3 separate regions of the Macaca mulatta genome follow, and regions 1 and 2 are each linked to region 3. A link is a contact called in public Hi-C data. All regions are on one chromosome and are shown on one strand. The core of a region is the stretch at or near the end of the contact, and the rest is flanking DNA. Distances in the headings are between cores, read along the strand shown. Region 1 holds the start of SWT1 (SWT1 RNA endoribonuclease homolog). Region 2 overlaps LOC144340793 (a long non-coding RNA gene). Region 3 holds the start of IVNS1ABP (influenza virus NS1A binding protein).

Evidence for each region. Hi-C and Micro-C count contacts between places; a contact is called where the count stands out from the background.
Region 1: a Hi-C map of fetal cortical plate shows a contact between it and region 3, with 3 times the contacts expected there. The contact joins the promoter of SWT1 here to the promoter of IVNS1ABP in region 3. A contact is called at or near these places in 2 of 14 Hi-C or Micro-C datasets (fetal cortex germinal zone and fetal cortical plate).
Region 2: a Hi-C map of CD4 T cells shows a contact between it and region 3, with 2.8 times the contacts expected there. The contact joins the enhancer-like site here to the promoter of IVNS1ABP in region 3. A contact is called at or near these places in 2 of 14 Hi-C or Micro-C datasets (CD4 T cells and liver).

Annotation. Positions count from the first base shown.
Region 1 is chr1:42,614,925-42,617,624 of T2T-MMU8v2.0, reverse strand. SWT1 (SWT1 RNA endoribonuclease homolog) reads right to left here and starts at 1,262. Exons shown (of 19, transcript XM_028851396.2): 1 at 1,182-1,262. TRMT1L (tRNA methyltransferase 1 like) reads left to right here and starts at 1,415. Exons shown (of 15, transcript NM_001260768.1): 1 at 1,415-1,868. The coding sequence starts at 1,628.
Region 2 is chr1:43,015,035-43,017,734 of T2T-MMU8v2.0, reverse strand. The region is part of intron 2 of LOC144340793 (a long non-coding RNA gene); the gene reads left to right. Among named protein-coding and RNA genes, the nearest start is that of HMCN1, 160 kb to the left of the region's middle. Within about 2 kb of position 1,319, at least 12 of the 40 cell types and tissues checked have an H3K27ac peak or open chromatin away from gene starts, as enhancers often do. A contact at or near this core is called in CD4 T cells, where this site is marked.
Region 3 is chr1:42,767,742-42,770,441 of T2T-MMU8v2.0, reverse strand. It overlaps IVNS1ABP (influenza virus NS1A binding protein), which reads left to right and starts at 1,440. Exons shown (of 15, transcript NM_001265910.1): 1 at 1,440-1,689.

The sequences.
Region 1 (2,700 bases), core at 13-2,512, 150 kb after region 3:
TTAGGCCTATAACTCACAGAAGCTTCACGGGGATCATCTGTTCCCACTAAACTGGCGAGAGGTTAAACGCACACACACACCCCTCCATTATATATACTTCTTAAACTACAGGGGGAGGAGTTAACTTCCAGTTAGTGCTTCCAAGTGCCAAATAATGATGCTATCTCTTCCCCGGGGTTCTGAAACAAGTAGGTAACAAATAGACCAAGAAGACTGGCGTTTATCAACTTCATTAACTAAGAAAAGCTAACTGCAAGCACGCGTCTTGTTCTTGAGACTAAATTGGGCTCCCTCTCCTGCCCTGCTGCCTAGAAGGTTCGGACCAAACCCAAGCAGGGGAGCCAGAAAGTTCACGTTTTTCTCCTTCCTGTCCCAGTGGATTTATCGGGGGGACAGAAGAAAGGAACGAGACAGCCTCGAATGTCAAGTAGGCACTAAGAGTGAAGCAGAGAGAAGTATGGGGGACAGGGGACTCACTAGCATATGCTTTGGGGATCTGAGACGCATCAAAATCAAATGACCCGAAGCTCTACCCACTCAGAGCTCTGGTTACTAAAAGCCTGAAAACAAAGCAAAATAGAGCAAAACAACTAATTTCTATCCACTGGTCACACCGCAGAACTGCTGATATTGGCAACAGGAAGACTAAAGCAAAAATAAAAACAAAGGAAAAGAGCGTTCAGGTCACGGTGTACATGAGGGTGCGAAATGAAAAACAGACCCTAACTCCAAGTCAGCTGGAAGGACGGGCAAGCTCGTCAGCTGCTAGTAAACCGCCGCGGCCCGCGGGCTCCGCACGAACCGACCAGACCCCAACACTGGGCAAAGGGCAGCCCCGGAGGCAAGCCGGGCCAGAACCACACCCTCCACGGAGCTGAGACGTCCTCGGATCCGCCCATAGAGTTGCCCCGCCCAGGTCCGGGTGACTCCTGAGTGCTCAGCCCGGCCGGCCGCCCGCCGGCCAGGATACTTGGGGCGGGGGACGAGCGGGAACCTGCCCAGCAAAACGTCAACGTACCCCGCCCCCCCCAGTTCCTACCTTACCAGCGCCGGCTGCGGTGGCGACTCCGAAGCCCCAGGCCAAAGGAGAGGGACCCCCACCCCCCGACACACCCCGCCCCACCAACTGTATGCCCGCTGGGAAACGTAGTTCTGCGCCCAGATCCAGCGTGTCTACCCACCGCTCCGCAGCTTTTGCTTAGATTTGCATTTACTTCCTGCAAGGCTTGCTCGTCGGCCCCGCCCCAGGCTGCGCAGTGTACCCTGGGTGCTGTAGTCTTTGTTCGGTCTGGGGGTTGGCCGGTGGGAAGGAGACGCACCGTAGAAACTGAACCCTCTTACCCAATTGGACGCCGTCCCCAGTACGCTTCTGCGCAGTTTGTGGTGGCGTGGTAACGCCTCGGGGAAAGGGAAGCGGACGGCATCTGGAGTCGCACCCTGTGGCTATTTTCTACTAACAGGATTTGGTCACTGGTTCTTCATCTTTTGTCTGTTGCACGCATCCCGCCCTCCCCACTTGCTTCCCTACTCCTTGGATCCAGCCCAGTGGGCACTCACGTCAGTTCTCTGACCCCGCCGTGAGCCCCGCTCCGGGTCCCCGGGCGGGCCTGGCACGGAGGCGGTAACTATGGAGAATATGGCGGAGGAGGAGCTGCTGCCCCTGGAGAAGGAGGAGGTGGAGGTGGCCCAGGTCCAGGTCCAGGTCCCGACCCCGGCCCGGGACTCGGCTGGGGTCCCAGCTCCGGCCCCGGATTCGGCTCTGGACTCGGCTCCGACTCCGGCCTCGGCTCCAGCCCCAGCCCCTGCCCTGGCCCAGGCTCCGGCCCTGTCCCCGTCCCTAGCCTCTGCCCCTGAGGAGGCTAAAAGCAGTAAGTGCAGGAGGCCCAGATCTTTCTGCCGCAGAAAAGAGAAAGTGCGCCTTGCTGGGAAGTAGGGGAGACCCTTCTTCACCGGGATGGTTTTTATGGGGCAAGGCAGGTTTAGGGAAATGGAGGGGAGGGAAGAGAGGCCCGTGTAGCGGCTAAAACAAGGGTACAGAGTGGGAGACGGCATCTTCATAAGCCACGAGGATGTCACGGTGAGGGATATGCGGAGGGCAGGAATGCTGCAGATAGAAGGAAATAATGAGGTTAAGGGCTTTTTCGTAAAAGGGAATCTTTTTAAGGTACAAAAATAGGAAGTTACACATAATTTGGTAGTTTCCCACAGTCCAGACTACCGTGGTTAACTAGGTTCTTTGAAATGTGACATAGTAACCGAGGCAACCTGTTTACGGTAGTGGATCCTAGCTGCCAACATTTATAAACCATTACTGTCAACTAGCTTTTCTGCTTCGACGTACACAAGGAGATGAGTTTTTCTCATTTCAGTTTTTTCCCCCCTATGGGCAGCTTGCTTCCGAAGAGATTTTGAGGCTGAGTAGTAGTTTAGAAAAGAATCGACTAAATTTATGGATGTTTTCACCCATACATAAATACCAATTGAGTTTTGTACTCCATTCCATCAGAAATAGACTGTTGAGAATTAATGGCCCATATTATTGTGCTTCTCAATGTGCCTGCATGTTTTCTAAGTGGTGGTTTATTGGACCATATAGGAATTTAAAAGATTGATGAGTAACACTTTCTTAAGGATCTTCTAAAATTTTTAAATGTAAGGTCTAAGAAAGACTTAATGTAAGTTCTTTTAACATTTAGTTTG
Region 2 (2,700 bases), core at 70-2,569, 250 kb before region 3:
TCATTGGACTTTCTTCTGATTTCCAACATGTCAAATCATATATCTTTTAAACCACCTTTTTTTTTTTGTAGGTTGGATAGTTTCAGAGTAGGCTCCATTTACCCCTTTCTGTATAGAATCATGCACCTTACAGTTCCACTTTTGCCGCATCTTTCGTGCTTTATGTTTCACATTTTATGAATGGGAATCCATATTTTAGAATAAAAGCTGCAATGTCAAACCAACATCATTTTTTCTTTTTTCTTTTCTTTCTTTACTTTTTACTTTTTTTTTTTTTTTTTTTTTTGAGACAGAGTCTCACTCTGTTGCCCAGGCTGGAGTGCAGTGACATGGTCTTGGCTCACTGTAACCTCCACCTCCCAGGTTGAAGTGATTCTCCTGCCTCAGCCTCCTGAGTAGCTGGGATTATGGGCATGCACCATCTTGCCCAGGCTGGAGTGCAGTGACATGGTCTTGGCTCACTGTAACCTCCACCTCCCAGGTTGAAGTGATTCTCCTGCCTCAGCCTCCTGAGTAGCTGGGATTATGGGCATGCACCCATAATAGCTCATGCCCAGCTATTTTTTTTTTTTAGTAGAGAGAGGGTTTCACCATGTTCTCCAGGCTGGTCTTGAGCTTCTGACCTCAAATGATCTGCTGCCTCAGCCTCCCCAGGTGATGGGATTACAGGCATGAGTCACCATGCCCAGCCATCTTTTCCTCCTTGGGGTTTTCCTCTATATGTATAGACCTTGAGAAAGAGCATTCAAAATAGACTTTATCCATAATCAACATTTTAGGATCTTTTTTCCTCCATAAAGATCTTCAGCATCACTATGCACCACAGTTCATTCCTCTTTTAAAGCGAAACGTAGCATAAACTAGACAAAACTACCAAATGAGCTCTCCATTTCCTTCAGCTTTTGTAGCTCTAGCAGTGTAGTCTATTGCTGGGCAATATATTCAAACCTCCCACTGATTATGTTATCAAAGCTGTTTAAATTCCATTCCATGAGTTTGTGTATGGCAAAGATGAAGCTGTTTGTTTAATTAAACAATTCCTCTAAAAATGCACACAGTATATTTTGAGAACATACTGAGACTTTGACCTCGCTTCAACAAGGGCATTTTGCTGCCACACTTTTCAACATGTTATCCCTCTTGAGTTTTATTTCTATGTTACAAAATATCTCATCAATTGATATCTAGCATTTTGCATCTAATGCATTCTCATAACTTCTAGTTGGCTGTGGCTTATTTCTTTGTATGCTTTCTTCTTCATGCTTCTGGACAAGCTTTGTTTTTATGGCCTTTAAAAAAACATGGCTGTTGTCAAACACTATATACGGAAATGGTTTCCTTGACAACCATAACCACAAGCGAGTCGTCTGCATCTCTTTCTCATTGCATGGCTTGTTTGGTTGCTAAAACACTTCAAAACAGTTTTGTTCAGAGTCAGGTATTAAATACCTGAATTTATAGAGCAAGCTGAAAGCCAAGCAGTGATGAACTATCAGAACAGCTGTAAAGTGGTAAACTCTAATAATTTTCAAGTGTTAGAGTTCAGCCTTATGACACAGTCTCTAAAAGGACAAATGCTGAAATCTTGATATTTAAGATCCAAAATGAATGACTACCTCAAGGACACAAGTTAAAAAAAAAAAAAAAAGAGTGGCTAGAAGTGCCAAAGAAATGAAAAATATTGCTTAAATGGAAAGTGACACTGCAGTTTTATTTATCCATATAAAAGTTCCAAATGCTAATTATTTAATAGGAAAGAGGTCAGCTTCAAGGTTATCAACAGAACAGCAGATATTTGGTCAAAAGTGCTCCTAATACTATGTCTCTTGAAAAATTAAGCACAATATATATGGAGTATCCATTTAAAATAGTTTTTGAAAATTTTCTTTGGTTAAATGTCTCATAGCTCATAAGATTCAAAAAAATCTCTATTTCTGGGAACTTCTCAGGATAAAAATATTTTCCCAAATATCAATTTTTTACAAGGAAATGTACAGCTTGCATGGATTACAAAAAAATTAGAAAGATCAAGAGGAGATTCTGTACAATATGACAAGCATCCCAAGAAAAAATTACTAATAAGGTCATATCACTCCATACTGGTCTAGTCTCCTAATATCTGTCAAAGACAGGATATAATAAAAAACATGGTTTACTGTCCCCTCCACCCCATCTTGTCCAAAACCATGGGTAAGTTGGACATGTCTTTAGATTGGTTGGAATCAGAGTAATTTGACTGAAATAAATCTCATAAATAATCCTATTTGTGTTCATGCATGTTTATAGAAAACAATTGTGCAAAAATATGAACCTGGAAATTTAATCGAGAGAGGTAGTGGCAACTCTTATGAGAAATTGGAGCTCTGGGTCACTAGGTGGGTTGAGCAGCAGGTGAAAAAAAATTATACAGAGAGTTTTTACTTACAGAATTTTACTTAACAGCTCTGAAAGAGCCTGTGAGGTTAGGTATGAATTATGGCAGGGGCAAGGCAGGCAGATAGGCAGGCAGGCAGGCAGAAGGAAGGAAGGAAGGAAGGGCAGGCAGGTGGGTGAAAAGAAAGAAAATGAAGAAAGAGATAAAGAGAAAACTTAGGCCAAGCTGCTCAGAGCGGGAGGGTAGTTATAGAGCAACCAAAGTAAAATCAGGAAGTCAATGGAGATCCCAGGTACCATTCTGAGGTGATTTCGAGGACAGTGTTA
Region 3 (2,700 bases), core at 191-2,690:
TTCTCAGTGGTGGGGTCAGGGGAGACATGCAAGAAATCTGTGAGGAAAAAAGGGGCGGGGAATAAGTCTCATTGCCTCAAGATTTTAGAATAAAAAGTTGTAAACCTTCTATTGCAGATGAAGGCTCCCAAAATTTATTTTTCCTGCTTCCATAAGCATAAATAAAGATAAAAACGGGAAGAGGTATTGACAAAGAGCTCCTAGAATGTCTACAAATTTAGGTGAGTGATCAAACACAAAGTTAGGCCTAGACAGCTTAAGTGTCCTCCACAAATCAGGATAAGCGTAACAGGACATTAACCTGGAAGCCTTTACCAAACTCTAATTTGGATATAATTTTACCTCACTACATCCCGCTCCTTCAATCAAAAAACCTTTCCTGCCTGCCCTTCAGAGTCCACGAAGTTGCTGCCAGATCCCAGCTTAAATCACGTTTCGCTTTCACAGATCTCCCTCCTGGGCAAGGTGGTGGTGTGGATAATGAAGTCTGGCACCTGGTCTAAAGGGCCCCAGGAGGTTAGGATAGGAACTACCACTTCTCAGGCCTGTTTTGTTTTTCCGGAAGAGGGCAAGACCAGTAGAGAACTGACTCAGCGTCTCCAACAAAAGGAGAGCTGCACGCAGACAAAACAAACCCGGGGCGGGGGGGTGGTGAAAACTGGAAGTAAACTGGTGTTTGTGGCACCACTGATAGTATTATACCTTCTCTGACTTCTCCAATTGTTTTTTTCCCCAAGTGACTCAATCTTCTCACCCAAACCAGGCCAAATGAGGGGTTAGTTGTTCGACTTCTTCTGAGAGTGCCTCTTTTCTTTCTCACACTCTGCAAGCCTCCTCCCCGCACACGCCACTTCCCCCCGACCCCAAAGTTAAGGACTCATGCCCAGCTAGATCCTAATGTCCACGGCGAGCAGCTGCAGTCTAGGGGGTTGCCTAGAAGTAGGTCTGACGCCGAGCAATCTAATCTCCCACGTCTGATCTTTCAGGCTATTGTGCCTCGAGGGGAAGTCAGAACAGGTGAGGGCGGCTGGAGGGAACCAGTTCCGGGACAGGCAACGCACTGGACGAAGTGAGGGTGTGGGGCAAGAAACGGAGGGAGGGACAAACGCGCGATAAAGAACGAGGGCGCCCCCCGAGCGCCGCCTATCTCCTCAGATCACCTTGCGCTGACCTAGTTGCACCGAGAAAGAAGGAACCCCAGTCGAAGAGGGAGGAGGGCGGGGCGGGATGTGGGCGGGGCCGCGGGCGGAGGCGGGGCCTAGAGCGGGATCTTTATGGGGCTCGCCTGTGATTTGCAGATGGATTCGAGACGGAAGCGGGCTGGGAGGGGTTGGCGGCGGCGGCGCACGTGGTGACGTGCAAGGGGGTGCGGCGCGAGCGGTCGGCGGCGGCAGAGGCAGTGTCTCCCGGTGGCGCGTGGAGGTCGGTCGCTCAGAGCTGCTGAGCGCAGTTTCTGCGCCTGCTGCTTCGGCGCGGCTGTGTCGGCGAGCGAGCGAGTTCCCGCGAGTTCTCGGTGGCGCTCCCCACTCCTCTCAGTCTCCACGGACTGGACCCTTGTCCTTCTACTTGACCGCTCCCCCCTTCCGCCGCCTCCTGGCGCCTTCCGTTGGGCTGATTCCCGCCCGCTTCCTCCTGCTTCCCATCGAAGCTCTAGAGATGAATGTTTCCATCTCTTCAGAGATGAACCAGGTAATACGCGCTGGTTCTACGAACGGCAGATGAGGGACAGGGCGCGGCTAGAATCCGAGATGAGGGGATGGCGCCGGCGGATGGGAAGAGGGTAGGAGGCGCGGAAGCGGTGTCCTCATCAGAGGAGGCAGCCCCAAGCGGCGGCCGCCGCCGCCGCCGCCCTCTGGGACGTGAAGCCCGCGCCGCGCTGGGCCGGCGCTCCAGCGCTGCCATGGTTGCCGAGTCGCGTTGGCGGCCGAGAGCGGGCGCTGGCCGCCTCGGAGAGCGCGGAGGCTCGAACCCCTTTTCTGCACTGGCGCGGGGGAGGCAGGCTGGGAGGAACGAGAGTTTTTTGCTCGAAGGGTTTTGGGAGGCCTGGTTAGGGCGCCGCCGGGAGGGGATGACCAGCCGGAAGGAGGGCGCGGGACTCCCCGTTCTTGCTGTCAGGAGCGGACGCCTCTCCTTGGGTTTGCCTGGGGTGTGGGATTCTCTTCTGGAAGAGCTCCCAGGACTTGGCGCGTGTGGGCGGGCAGCCAGCCCCGGGCCTGGAGTAGGGTGGCACGGAGTCCCCGATCGCCGTGGGCCGCGGGGTCCTTTGTTCCCGCTCCACGTTGCCCGCTTTTCTTGCCAAGCGCGGGGAGAAGGGGGCGGGAGGAGGGAGGGAGCGGCTGCCCTGACGTGTCGGTACTGAGTGACTGCAGGGCTGGCCAATCCCGGGCGGGGGTGTGCGGGCGCTGGGGGCCTCGCCTAGCAGCCTTCGGAGTGGGCGCGGGCCTGACCGCGCGCGGAGGAAGGCCTGGGACGCTTTTTCTTTTTTATGAAAGAAATAAGTGGCAAGATTTGCTCTTTTTCCGTCCCTCCACGCTTTTGGTTAAGTGTCTCTGATTATAAGCTCTTGATGATAGATAGGAAGGTATCAGGCTGAGGGTTGAACCTAGGGTAAATTGAACCACTAGTTGAGAACTACATTTACTTCCCCCGCCCCCCGCCCCGGTCCGTAGTGGACGTATCTATTGGTTTGAGGCAGCTGAC